Linked DNA regions of Sus scrofa: all the other regions are linked to region 1. The links are chromatin contacts, called in public Hi-C maps. All regions are on one chromosome and are shown on one strand. The core of a region is the stretch at or near the end of the contact, and the rest is flanking DNA. Distances in the headings are between cores, read along the strand shown.

What was found. A called contact is a pair of places that touch in the nucleus more often than the background predicts.
Region 2: a contact with region 1 is called in a Hi-C map of embryonic fibroblasts, with 2.4 times the contacts expected there. The contact joins two enhancer-like sites. A contact is called at or near these places in 5 of 47 Hi-C or Micro-C datasets (embryonic fibroblasts, psoas muscle, skeletal muscle and 1 more).
Region 3: a Hi-C map of embryonic fibroblasts shows a contact between it and region 1, with 1.8 times the contacts expected there. The contact joins the promoter of LDLR here to the enhancer-like site in region 1. A contact is called at or near these places in 1 of 5 promoter capture datasets (fetal liver), 4 of 47 Hi-C or Micro-C datasets (embryonic fibroblasts, fetal heart ventricle, heart right ventricle and 1 more) and 2 of 2 datasets of contacts at active chromatin or transcription factors (alveolar macrophages and skeletal muscle).

Annotation. Positions count from the first base shown.
Region 1 is chr2:69,658,670-69,663,169 of Sscrofa11.1, reverse strand. It overlaps LOC110259342 (a long non-coding RNA gene), which reads left to right. Exons shown (of 2, transcript XR_002341646.1): 2 at 879-1,784. Among named protein-coding and RNA genes, the nearest start is that of YIPF2, 11 kb to the right of the region's middle. Within about 2 kb of position 2,344, at least 17 of the 83 cell types and tissues checked have an H3K27ac peak or open chromatin away from gene starts, as enhancers often do. A contact at or near this core is called in embryonic fibroblasts, where this site is marked.
Region 2 is chr2:69,876,973-69,881,472 of Sscrofa11.1, reverse strand. No RefSeq gene overlaps it. Among named protein-coding and RNA genes, the nearest start is that of SPC24, 11 kb to the left of the region's middle. Within about 2 kb of position 2,187, at least 48 of the 83 cell types and tissues checked have an H3K27ac peak or open chromatin away from gene starts, as enhancers often do. A contact at or near this core is called in embryonic fibroblasts, where this site is marked.
Region 3 is chr2:69,825,996-69,830,495 of Sscrofa11.1, reverse strand. It overlaps LDLR (low density lipoprotein receptor), which reads right to left and starts at 2,113. Exons shown (of 18, transcript NM_001206354.2): 1 at 1,902-2,113. The coding sequence starts at 1,968.

The DNA.
Region 1 (4,500 bases), core at 1,095-3,594:
TTAACGAATCCAACGAGGAACCATGAGGTTGCGGGTTCGGTCCCTGGCCTCGCTCAGTAGGTTAAGGATCCAGCATTGCCGTGAGCAGTGGTGTAGGTCGAAGACGTGGCTTGGATCTCGAGTTGCTGTGGCTGTGGCGTAGACCAGTGGCTACAGCTCTGATTAGACCCCTAGCCTGGGAACCTCCATATGCCGAGGGAAATGGCCCTAGAAAAGGCAAAAAAAAAAAAAGGATCCGTCATTGTCACTGCTGTGGCTCTGGTCATTGTTGTGGTGAGGGTTCAATCCTTGGCCCAGGGAATTTCATGGTGCCTCAGGTGTGGCCAACAAAAAAGGAATTTATGGCTTTTGAAAAGGTTCGCAAATAGAAATTGCCTTCCGGAGTTCCCGTTGTGGTGCAGCTGAAACAAATCCGACTAGGAATCATGAGGTTGTGGGTTCAATCCCTGGCCTTGCTCAGTGGGTTAAGGACCTGGCGTGGTTGTGGCTGTGGTGTAGGCTGGCAGCTATAGCTCTGATTAGACCCCTAGCCTGGGAACCCTCATATGCTGCAGGTGCGGCCCTAAAAAGCAAAAACAAAAAAAAAGAAAAGGAAATTGCCTTCTATCTACTTCTCAGAGAACTGTTAGCTCCCTCCTGACCACTGATACATGTGACTTACCAAAATTTGGTTTACCTTTAACTTTTCAGGGACATGCGACCTAAAAAGAAAGAAATACCTCATGTGGGGCTGCCTGGTGCACCTTCCTTGTAGGGCTCTCCTGATGCACTTGGTCAGAATTGAGTCCACATGTAAATACCATTGACCCTTGAACAACATAGCTCTGAACTGTGTGGATTCACTTACACGCAGTTTTTTTTTTTTTTTTTTTTTTCAGCAGTAAATACTACGGAACCACACCAGGCAAGGTTGGATCAGTCTGAGGATCTGGAACCTCGGATATCTGGGAGCCGTCATTTGTGCTAATGAATAGCAGTTGGTATCAGCCACTGGATTCTGCCCGAGATGGAGCAAGGGACACAGCACCCTTGTAGCCGCCCTGCTGGAAATCTCAAAAGGGCAAATCCAGGACTTCTGCTATAGCTTGGCAGCGAGTTCTCCAGAAACGCCAACTGGTAGGTTCTATGAACTCGAGACAGCCTCTGCAGGATGCCTGTGCCTCCTCAGCTCTGAGTAAGATTCCAAGACCAAAGTACCACATCTGTTTTTCAACCCCTGATGATGTGATTGATTCAGATCTTGATGAAAAATGATAAAGCCATCAGCTGGAAGGCTGATAGGGAACCTCACGGGAGGGACCACTTTGGCAGTGGGACATGCAGACCTACCATGCCTCCTTATGTCTGTGTCGTCAGCCAGAGCACCCCCTGAGCTAGAACTTGCTGGAAGAGTTGAATGTGATTCTAATAAATCCTCTTGAGTTGTGGTTCTCAGACCTGGCTGATGATCAGCATCACCTGGAGAGACTGAAAACCTGGGGTCACCTGGGACCCAGGCCAGGATGTTGACTTAACTGGCCTAGATGGTTCATGTTTCCCAGGTGGACCCCACGTGGAGGCTATTCTGAGTTGAGAGCTAATTTACAGGAACTCCAGGGGGTGGGGGAGATGAGGGAACACACTGAATGCCACAACAAACCAGCCCATCCAGTAGGTGGGCTGCATCTCAAGGCGCTTGAGCCCATTTCTGTGTTTCTGCAGCAGGTCAAAGGTAAGTGTGTCTGGTGGGGGGACGGGGCGGACTTCTCTAGATTAAAAGAGACTTAAAAGACTCAACCACAAAATACAACTGTGTGGACCTTGTTTGGATCTGGATTCAAACAAACCAAAGTATAAAAAGACATTTTGAGGAGTTCCCTGGTGGCCTAGAGGGTGAAGGCTCTGGCATTGTCACTGCTGTGGTGTGTGTTTGATCCCTGTCCCAGGAACTTCCACATGCTACGGGCAAGGCCAAGGGAGGAAAAAAACATTTTGAAACTGTCAGGGAAATGTGACAGTAGACTGGCATCAGTTTAAGAAGACCTTATGCTTCAGGTCCCAGCAAGTCTGGAAAAGCTCACTGGGCAGGCTCAGGGTGATGTGGCTGGTGGCGCTGAGGTAAAGCCAGGATTAGGGTGAGACACCAAGGCATGAAATGTAAGGAGGCATTTCCTCTTGGAAATATTCCACACTCAACCCCGGCACGGAGTGCTCATTAAATTCTGTGCTCTAGGCATCTAGCTTACCCTAGACCAGGTCTCAGTACCTTGGGCTCCCAAACAATTCCTAGAAAACGAGGGGAGTAGCAAGCTTCTAGGGCTGACCAGGCAATCCTGCCCCTCCCTGCACTCTGAGGAGAGGGGGCTCGTCTCAAGGGAAGGGGCGGCCTCTGCTAACAACGTAGGTGCAAATTCCAGGGATGGATTTGGTCCTTCTTTGCAGCCCTGCTGTCGGCCCCATCTATCTATGGTCTCTAAAGAACAATAAACGTATCTGTGTGCAGACTGTTCTGCCTGGACTTCAGCCTCCCTAAACAAAAGCAAGCGTCCCCACAGGAGCCCGGTCAGGAGGAGCCAGCTAGCTTCGCTGAGGACCTCTGGTGCCCTCTGCTGGTCACTCTAATTATAACATCCAGCCCTGAGACAAACTGGAGGGCCAGCTCCTGGACTGTCCTAGAAAGCTCAAGTAATTAAAGCTAATTAAGAATAAATCTTAAAAGAGAGAACTGGAAAATGTTCATGTTAGATCCAAGTGTCGCTTTATTTCACGAGACAAATATACCCAGTCTCTCTGGGTCTCGCATTTACAAGGCACTCCCCTGGGGGGCCCTGCCGGGCTGCAGGTAAGGCTAAGAGGTTGTGGTCCCTTCACTAGCCAGGCAGGGCAGGGCAGGGTGTGGATCAGAGCCGCAGACTTCCCCCCTTGGCCACACTGAGCATCTACTAGGTACCAAGTGTTTTCTGGTGGTTGATTTTTCTAACAACCCCAAGCAGATTGGACTCCTATTTACAGGTAAGGAATTTGAGGGGTAGAAAAGGCACTTCACCTGTGCTGTGTCGCTCCCAAAGGTACTAAGTGGAAAAGCTGAGATTCAGACACTTTATTATTAACTGTAGTCACTATGCTGAACACGACATTCCCATGACTTTTTTTTTTCTTTTTTTTTTTTGTCTTTTTGTCATTTCTTGGGCCGCTCCCACGGCATATGGAGGTTCCCAGGCTAGGGGTCGAATCGGAGCTGTAGCCACCGGCCTGTGCCACAGCCACAGCAACGCGGGATCTGAGCCACATCTTCGACCTACACCACAGCTCACGGCAACGCCGGATCGTTAACCCACTGAGCAAAGGCAGGGACCGAACCCGCAACCTCATGGTTCCTAGTCGGATTCCTTAACCACTGCGCCACGACAGGAACTCCCTGTGACTTTCTTCATAAGAGGAAGTTTGTACCTTTTGGTCGACTTCACCCACTTTTACCCAACCCACAGCCTCTGCCAGCCACCAATCTGTTCCCTGCACCTATGAGCTATTCTTTTTCAATTTTTTAACTTTTTTTTTTTCGTCTTTTGTCTTTTGAAGGCCGCACCCACTCCATATGGAGGTTCCAACCAGACTAGGGATCTAATTGGAGCTGTGGGCGCCAGCCTACACCACAGCCACTGCAACACCAGATCAGAGCTGCATCTGCGACCTACACCAGAGCTCACGGTAACGCCAGATCCTTAACCCACTGAGCAAGGCCAGGGATCGAACCTACAACCTCATGGTTCCTACTGTGCCACGACGGGAACTCCTTTACTTTCTTTTTCTCTAAGTTTCCACGTATGCGATCATATGGCATTTGTCTTTCTCTGTCTGTCTTATTTCACTTAGCATAAGTGAAATACCACCTATGTGGTTTCATAAGTCCATCCATGTTGTTTCAAATGGAAGATTTCCTTTTTTAAAAGTTAATATTACATATATTTTATAATATAAACATATATAAATATATAGGAGATCCCATTGTGGTGCTGTGGAAACGAATCCAACTAGGAACCATGAGTTTGAGGGTCCGATCCTTGACCTCGCTCATTGGGTTAAGGATCTGGCGTTGCTGTGGCTGTGGTGTAGGCCGGCAGCTGCAACACCAATTAGAACCCTAGCCTCGGAACCTCCATATGCCCCACCGGAGCAGCCCTAAAGCAAAAAATATATACACATATCTATACACACAATATATATGCATATATTGCACATCTTCATTTTCCTTTTTGGCTTTTTTTGTCATTTTAGGGCCACACCTGCAGCATATGGAGGTTAGAATCAGAGCTGTAGCTGCCAGCCTTTGCTGCAGCCACAGCAACTTGGGATCTGAGCCACATCTGCAACCTACACCACAGCTCATGGCAACACCAGATCCCTAACCCACTGCGAGAGGCCAGGGATCTAACCCTTGTCCTCATGGACACTAGTCGGGTTCATTAATCTCTGAGCCACAAGGGGAACTCCCACATCTTCTTTACATGTTCATCTGTTAAT
Region 2 (4,500 bases), core at 938-3,437, 220 kb before region 1:
AGACCTGACCCCATGCGCTGCCTCCCCCCCCTCCACACCCGCTCCTCCTCCTGCACCCCCTCAGGCTAGCACCATCCCAAGCCAGTGGGGAGAAGCCATTTTTCACGAGGAGAAACTGAGGCACAGCCTGGTCCAGTCAGTTGCCCAAAGTCGCAGGACAATGACACCTTAGAAGGCTGAACTCACCAGTGGGGCCCTAGGGTCTGTGGAGGAGCATCTTGGTTTTTCAGGTGAGACACAGCCTCTGCGGCTCCTGTCCCTTGTCCCAGGTCACCCAGGTAGAAGGAAACCAAGCAAGGACTGGAACTCAGGAGTGTGCTTGGTGGAGACCTACCTACTGGGCAATGAAAAACCAAAATAACAAGTTCTAGATACTTTAAAATCACCAGTGATCAGCGGTTGCCATATATCCACACACCTGGCCAGTCTGGCTTATATTGGTGGTGCTCATATTGGTTATTGGTGCTTATATTAGTTATTGGTGTTTCTGGGGAAAATTCCCCAGGGTATGTGGAAGTCAAGAGGCTGAACCTCTCAAGCAGACCTCTGGCAAGTTTGGTGGGCCGAGGCTGGGGAGAGGCTGGGAGAACTGGTCACAGGGGAGTGACACAGACATGACAGTGCTTGGACCACTCTCAGGAAGGCACCAGGAGGCACCAGCCTCCCCAGCTGACTCAGAAGTGTGTACTGGGTAACCGTGAGCCACACTCCAGTGGATGCCATGAGCAGGTGCTGTGTGCCGGCTTCCAGTGTCCTTACAGGTGATCAAACAAGCATAGAGATGGCAAGCTATTTGTGGAAGGTTTCACAGCTGATGGGTGGCAGAGCCCGCATTAGAGCTGGATCCACAACTTGTACTCTCTTTTTTTTTGTTTTGTTTTTTTTTTTTTCTCTTTTTGCCATTTCTTGGGCCGCTCCTGTGGCATATGGAGGTTCCCAGGCTAGGGGTTGAATCGGAGCTGTAGCCGCCGGCCTACGCCAGAGCCACAGCAACGCAGGATCTGAGCCAAGTCTGCCACCTACACCACAGCTCACGGCAACGCTGGAACCTTAACCCACTGAGCAAGGCCAGGGACCGAACCCTCAACCTCATGGTTCCTAGTCAGATTTGTTAACCACTGAGCCACGACGGGAACTCCCCACAACTTGTACTCTTAACCCAGACCTATGATTGAGATCATCTCAGTGATAAAGCTGTAACTGTTTGGGTGATGCCTCTATGGGAGGCCCAGGGAGAGAGAAGTCATTTGAGCCCAGATAGACCAGAGTCCCTGGGAATAAAAATGTGGAGACTGGAGTTCCCGACTAGGAACCATGAGGTTGCGAGTTCAATCCCTGATCTTGCTCAGTGGGTTAAGGATCCAGCGTTGCCGTGAGCTGTGGTGTAGGTTGCAGACGGGGCTCAGATCTGGCGTTGCTGTGGCTAAGGTGTAGGCCGGTGGCTTCAGCTCCGATTCAACCCCTAGCCTGGGAATCTCCATATGCCACAGATGTGGCCTTAGAAAAAGACAAAAAAAAAAAAAAAAAAAAAAAAAAAAATGTGGAGACAGTGATCCTTGCAGGGGGAACAGTAAATGCAAAAGGTAGGTGTTCAGAGGCAGCCGAGGGGCCAGCATGGAGAGGACCACAAGGCCACAGGGCTGGATCATGCCAGGCCTGCAGTCCTCAATGAGACATGAGGAGGATTTTCGGATTGGGGAGGGGCCCCAGAGTTGGGGCTTGGGGAAAGGGAAGCCTGACAGTGGCCTCTTGACACACGTCATGGTGCAGAGCCCAGTGGACTAGGGGGCTAGTCTCACTGAACCCCCAAGCTCCCCCCTCCATCCCACTCACAGCCATGTGTACAGCGTGGGAGAGGAGGCAGGGGTGAGCAGAGCAGCTGTGCTGGGGAGGAGCCCCTTCACCCAGGGCAGGAGTCAGTGCTGAAACCTGAGCTGCCTGGAGGGGAGGCAGGACAGGTCCCAGGAGTCCTGGAGGCTGTCCCCGCACTGGCCTCCACTCCCGGACACACGCTGCTGCCCTGCTTGGTGGGGTGGATGATCTGACCAGTGACCGCTCAAACTCCAACTCTCAGCTGCTCTCTCATCCCTTCATCAACAAGGGAATTCACTTCCTGGGGGAGGGGAGAGGGCTCAGATGGGGGAGGGGCCGGCATGGGGACAGCTCTCCCCCCCTTTCCTCCCTCCCTTCCTGCCCCCCCTTCCCTCCCACGGACCTGGGCTCAGCCCAGCAGGCTCCAGCCTGACTCACCACAGGCAGCTGTGGTTTCGGATGCCGGGCTGGGGGCGGCAGAGGACACGAGTTGGGGCGACAGGCTTGGGGGAGCAGTTTCCTCCCACTGTCCAGCCGGTCCTGGCCAGAGCTGTTGAGCCGGTGGAGAGGGGGAGGTCAGGGTCCCTCATGCCTGCACCTTGTTCTCTAGGTCCAGTCTGCTCCCCACCCCTTTGTGGGGCTGGGCCCACCGACCAGCTCCAAGTGACATTCACACCTTTCCCTAGGGGACCCCACTGGAGCACAGAGAGGACCACCACCAGGCTGCCCCCACCCCCCTGCGCGCCCTCGGGCTCCTGGAGGAGAGAGGCAAATGGGGGTTGGGTCCCACTAGGAATTGCGGGAGCCCAGCCCTGTGACCCAGTCTCCATTTTCCCATCCCTAAAATGGGCTTTGGGCTTGTCCCCTACTTAGGCAGCAGAGGAGTTAACCCCCCAAAAGCATTTGCTTTTATTTGTCCTGAGGTTCTAATCCTGAGTGTCTGTGTCACACTCAGTGCCATGAAGGGGGTGCCTGCCGAAGGATTTCAGTAACTACCCGCTCCCTTAATGGAAAATTGCCTAGGCCAGAGACCAGAAGCTTCCATCACCTCTGGCCTCTCCCAGACTCTGCCTCACTTCGGGACCTCCTAAGTTCTGCCCCACCCGCCCCTGGCGGCACCCTCGGCCCCTCCAGCGTGCCTGGCCACTCAGGCTCATTTGTCCAGTTTGCCACACGGCTGAGCATGAAGTCAGTCAATCAAACAATTATCGACCGTCCGTGTGTGCAGGCCCCGGACACTTCCTGTGCGGTCTGCTCAGCTTTCGCCCCCAGAGGCATTTTGGAACCTTCCCAGGACAAAAGGCGGAAGGAAGGAAGGAAGTGCCACCCAGTGGACACAGAAAAGATAACAGTCCCTGCGGCTCCTGGTGCTTCTCTCCACCAGATCGCCTGGCACTCGCCAAGCTGGGGAGGTGGAGATCAGCAACGCCGCCACTTCACTTGGGGAAACTGAGGCTCTGATGGATCCAAGGTCATCCAGCTCAACCCAGGCCGCCTGGCCCAGTATGTGCTCTTTCTTCCCACATTGGCCCCACACTCCGGGTCTTTTGCTCCTGGGCCCATCACTGCCATCTCTCAGTCCACTCTGTAAGGCAGGGAAACCCCATTTCACAGGTCCCGCTGGGTTCAGCCCACGGAGGGTACTGGTGGAAGGGGTCCTGGAGGTGGGGAGAGGCCTGAGTCTGCCATGGACCGGTCTCCAAGGTTCCCATAGCTCCTGGGCTCCGGGAGCAGGGCATCTTCCTCTGCTGTTATTTGTGGATGACTTCTTGTTTCTGCATCTGGTCTTTTTATTTATTTATTTATTTATTTTAGTAGTATTTAGCATTATTCTCAGTTGTAGTCTGATATACATAACATAAACTTTATTTTTTTGGCTGCATCTGCTGCATGCAGAAGTTCCTAGGGCCAGGGGTCGTACCTGGGCCACAGCAGTGCCCAGAGCCACTGCATTGACAACACAGGATCCTTATTAACCTCCTGAGCCACCAGGAAACTCCCTGAACTTTACCATCTAAACCATGTTGCAGGAGTTCCAGTTGTGGGGCAATGGAATCTCCAGTGTCTCTGGGACACTGGGATGCAGGTTCAATCCCCAGCTTGGCACAGTGGGTTAAGGATCTGGCATTGTCTAGCAGCAGTAACTATGGCTCAGATCTGATCCCTGCTCTGGGAATTCCATATGCCACAAGGTGGCCAAAAAAGAAAAAACAGAAAAAGCATGCTGCAGCTCAGTGGCATTACGCACACTCCCATTGTGCCACCATCCCCACCATCCATACAGCTCTTTCCTCTTGCAAACCTGAAAGCCTGTACCGATTACCTGCCAACTCCCCATCCCTGTCCCTCAGCCCCTGGCACCCGCTGTCCTACTTTCTGTCTCTAGGAATTTGACTACACTAGTGACTTCATGTAAGCGGAATCAGACAGTAGTTATCTTTTTGTAACTGACTGATTTCCCTTTAGCACAATGACCTCGAGATCTATCCATGTCTTAGCCCGTGTCCCAGTTTTCTTTCTTTTTCAGGCTGAAAAATATTCCATTGTATATATACACATATTTTTTACCTCTTCACCTGTGGATGGACATGTGGGTTGTTTCCACCTTTGGCTATTGCAAATAATTCTATGAACTCAGGTGTGCAAATATTTAGGTCACTGATTTCAATTCTTCTGTGTTTATATACC
Region 3 (4,500 bases), core at 864-3,363, 170 kb before region 1:
CTGTTAACTGATTTTGATCTGGCAAAGCAGGCAAGTTAAGATCTGCAACTACTTCCATTCCCCAAGGAAACAGACAAGACACTCCCACCCACTCCACCTCCACCCCCAGTCACTACTCAGGGCAAATGTGGAGTAGCCAGGGCTGCTACAAACAGACCTCATCCTACATCATCTTGTTAACACCAGAAATAAGGAGTAACTGTCAGCTATTAGGAGTCTGGGGAAGATGTCAGGACTCAAGAGCCTCCTTGAGAACAAAATATACCAGACTCTCAGGCCCCACAGGGAAAGAGGAAACTATGACAAGCAACACATCTTGCTCAAGACTTCACTGCCATTACTTTTTCTTAGGAAGAAGTGGATCAACGTGTGAAACACAGATTAATCAAGTGCGTCTTGACTAAACCATACTACCTCCGCTTCACACAACTGGGTGGCCGAATTATTATAATAATCCTCTGCCATGTGGCTACAACCTCCCTTCCTTTCCTCCCAGAGGAAACTGATGTGTCACGGGCACTGATTCCAAGAGTTCAAAGGTCTCGCCTCAAAGCCCCCCCTCCACCCTGTCAATAAAAAGACAGCTTCCTGCATCCTGTTAATCAGACCATCCCAAGCCTTTTCTACGCCCAGCTGGTTGTAAGTAGAAAAAAGACATTCTCTATAATCCAGAGCCAGGTCAAATGCCTCTAGCAGCCAATGGATAACTAAGGATCCTGCACCAAGCAGCCTCTTGCCCAAACCTAAATTTCAAACCCTCTAACACGAAAGGTCGTCTTGTAGGCAGCTCGGCTGAACCCATTTATCCTCTCTGAACAAACAAGGCAAGCTGAGGGGTCCATCCAGTCCCTGATACTCAGTCCCTGCCCCAGCACGGCTGGAGGTCTCCGCGAAAGTGCTCTTCGCGTCCGCTCAAGGAGTGGTATTAGTTCCTTAGGAACAGTTTCAGCCTGGAGAGGAACCGAAGCCTTGAGGGTGTCCCGGGCGAACCCAGCGAGGGCAGCCGCGAGGACAAAGTGCGGACAGAGGCCACGCCACCGATCGCAGAAGAAACCGAGGCATTCGCCGACGGGGCCCAGGCGCTCAGCAGGAGCCTCGTCCAGGCTCATGGAGCTTCTCCAGGGGCCCAAAACCTGCTCCCTCTTTTGTGACAGGAGCCTGGGATGAACCCCAGGAATCTCCTTCGACCTCACCCAGAACCAGGTGCCGCGGCGTGGTACCCCAGCCACGCCCCGCGCCGCGCGCGCTTCTCTGCCGCCATTGGCCAAGGGGAGTGGCTCGAGGCTCGCCTGTTCGAGTAGTGCCCAATAGCAGCCCGAGGGCGGGCCCGCGGGGCTGAAGGCGGGGCAGGAGGCGGTGGCCCGGGGCGGAAGCGTGGTTCCGGGACGATTCTGGGTGCCCTCGGCTCTGTTCTGGGAGCCAGCATCCCTTTCGGACAGCACAAAGCTAATTGGGCCGCCGTCGTAACCCCTGCAGGCGAAAAGGATGCAGAGGGAAGGATCCGGGGGAAGCGCTCGGCAGGGACCTCGAGGCTGAGCAATAGGGTTTTGGATCACCCTCACCCTAGAATAACTCTGAGAGGGAGAGCTCTCTCCCCACAGGGGTGGAGATCCGCGTACCGTGCTCTAAGATAAGGGGGACCTGCATCGAGTGGAAACTTGTGGGAAAGCCACACCATGTTTTCCCTGACTCCCCCAGAGCCTCCAGACCCCCTAAACTCTCGCGCCCCCCTTAGAGCCCCCTCCAACCACGTAAGAATGACTTCGTGCCATTTTCCCACAAGTCTGCCAAGGATACAGTGATTTTTAGTTCTCCACCCCCTAAAAAAAAAAATTACTAAGAGGCTCCCCGAGTTCGGGAGCTAACCTCCAAGCCGCGAGAGCTTCTGGAGCCAGACTTACCTGCAGCTGCCACCGCAGCAATGAGCAAGGCGACAGCCCATCGCAGGACCCAGCCCGTGGACTTCATGCTTCCAGCCTCCGCCTGCAGCTCCCTGGCCCGGGCTCCTGTTCACTGTGTGCGCTCTTGAAATCCGGGCTTCGCGCGGCCCGGACGCGACTGCACGCGGGGCCCCAGTCATTTGCAGCATTTCAATGTGAGGTTTCTCGTAGAGGGAGGAGTTTGCATGGGGTGATTTTCAAATATCTTCACCTCACTGCAAGAGGAGGAGTTTCGGGAGGAGGAGTTTCGAACGGCTGATGTGACATGGGATCCTTAACCCGTGAAGCCCTGACTCGGATTCCAGTCTTTTCCAAAGCCGCTCTGGGATGGGCTGCTAGATGTGTCGATTTTGGTGGCACAAGAACTAAGCCCCCGACCCCCAGCCCAAAATGGAAACGCGCGTCAGCTGAAGGGTATCCCTTAAATTTCTCTCAATTTTTAATTGTTACATCCTCTTTGGTGTCCAAAGTTAACATCCATCTGTCCTTCCAAATGGTTTTGGCCAATGACATCTCCCCTCTGACTAGAAATATTGGAAACTTACCCCCCACACACACCCCCTTCTCTACTTGGCCTTTTCCTTTCTAGGAATTGTTTATAGATTTTAACCATTTCGTCATATATAGTTTTAGAGAGTTCTTCCACATCGCCCCATAATCAATGAGAGTTAAATAAAATCATCTTGAAAGAACGCCCCAAAACTGATTTTGTTTTATGGGATCCAGCGCTCAGATGAATTTTGAGCAAAAACATCTCTAAAATCAACTGACCCACTACTTGGGGTCTGGATATAAATATTGATTTATCCTTTTAGGAGAAGGAGTTGAACAAACAGAGAAGCCACTTCCTCTCCTCTGAGCAAAATCAAAACAAAATAGAGCTTTCAGAGCTGAACCTGATTGCTTAGACCACAGAGGGCTGTTGGAAAACAGCTTTTAAGAATCAGGGAGTCTTCAGTGTTGCCGCAGCTACACAGCTGCCGCTTGGATTCAATCCCTGGCCCAGGAATTTCCCTATGCTGCAGGTATAGCCATAAAAATTTTTTTCAATAAAAATACATGAATGAATGCACAAAAAGCTATGGAGGAGAAATCTCTCAGAGTACTAAGGAGAGTTATCTTTGGGCAGTGACATTTTTTGTTTACCTCTATTTTTCTTGAGCTATCTATATTGTTCATGTATTCTCACCATGCTCAAAAATAAACCTTTTGAAACTAAGAAAAAAATAATTAAAATAATTAAAATCATAAAGATTTTCTTCACATTAAAAAAATAAATAAATCAGGGAGTCTCTTTTGGGATCCATGCACTTACCAGCGGCCCCTTGCCAAAAAAGCCTCCCACAAAGGGTCTGGCAGTTTTGGAGGTTTACTTCAGGAATGAGCAGAGATCTCTAAGGTTTTACAAACTGAGCTTAGCTGGGCAAACTAACCTTTCAGCAGGCTTACAGGGAAACCCAGCAGAGAAGTCAGAAAAGAAGTATAAGGGGCACAATTGAATCCTTGGGGAGAAAAATAGCGATTAATCCAGAAGAAGAAACTTACAAAGTGTTTGGCAGTAAAGAGCCCCAGATTCTGAATCAGACGGACCTCAGGCAAATAACTTAGCTTTGCCAATAAATCAAGGCTGATAAAATAAATATGGGGAGGAAATGCCTGCTTCCCTTATTTGGCAGGTTCATTATCAGGGTCAAAACGAGCTCATTAGCAATACCTGGAGAAATTTACAAGGACTAGCAAGTTCTGAGAGTGGTTTATGAATGTGTCACCATCAAATTCCATTCCTTATTCTATATGTGCCTCTTTTTGTTGTTGTTGTGTTTTTTTGTTTGTTTGTTAAGTCAGGAGCAGTAGATTTGGTTTTTTGTTTTGTTTTTCTTTTTTTGAGGGCCACACCTGCAGCATATCGAAGTTCCCAGGCTAGGGGTCAGATCAGAACTGCAGCCACTGGCCTATACCACAGCCAGGCAACACCAAATCCAAGCCACATCTGTGACCTATTGAACAGCTTTCAGCAGGGCTGGATCTTTAAACCACTGAGCAAGGCCGGGGATTGAACATGCATCATCACAGAAACAATGTTGGGCTCTAAACCCATTGAACCACAACTGAAATTCCTGGAGTACTAGGTCTGATTTCCTTTCTGAAAAATTATAAAAGACTTCTCAGGCTCAGTTTCTGTTCTGTTCCGCTCCAGCTTTTTCTGATCCACCTGGTGGTAGAAGGCCCTTGCTTCCCAATAGGCCTGCAAAGAGTTACCAGGAAACATTCCCTTCCAGAAGGGACTTAGCTTTTTATGTCTCCAGAGGTAGTTGTATGGAGATGTGAGGTCAGGCCTGAAAGAAGTCCACAAAAGCTCTGAAAAGAACATTCCCAGGGTGCCAGGTCCTGGGCAAGAATTCCAGGAGGGCTCTCCCCATGTCCTCAGGGCTCTTAACCCACTGAGCCACAACAGGAACTCCCAGTGTTTTGTTTTTGATGTCCTTGCAACTACATCTTTTCCCTCTCTCTTTTCTTCAAGGAAAAACTTCTTCCTCATACACACTTAAAAACAATCCTT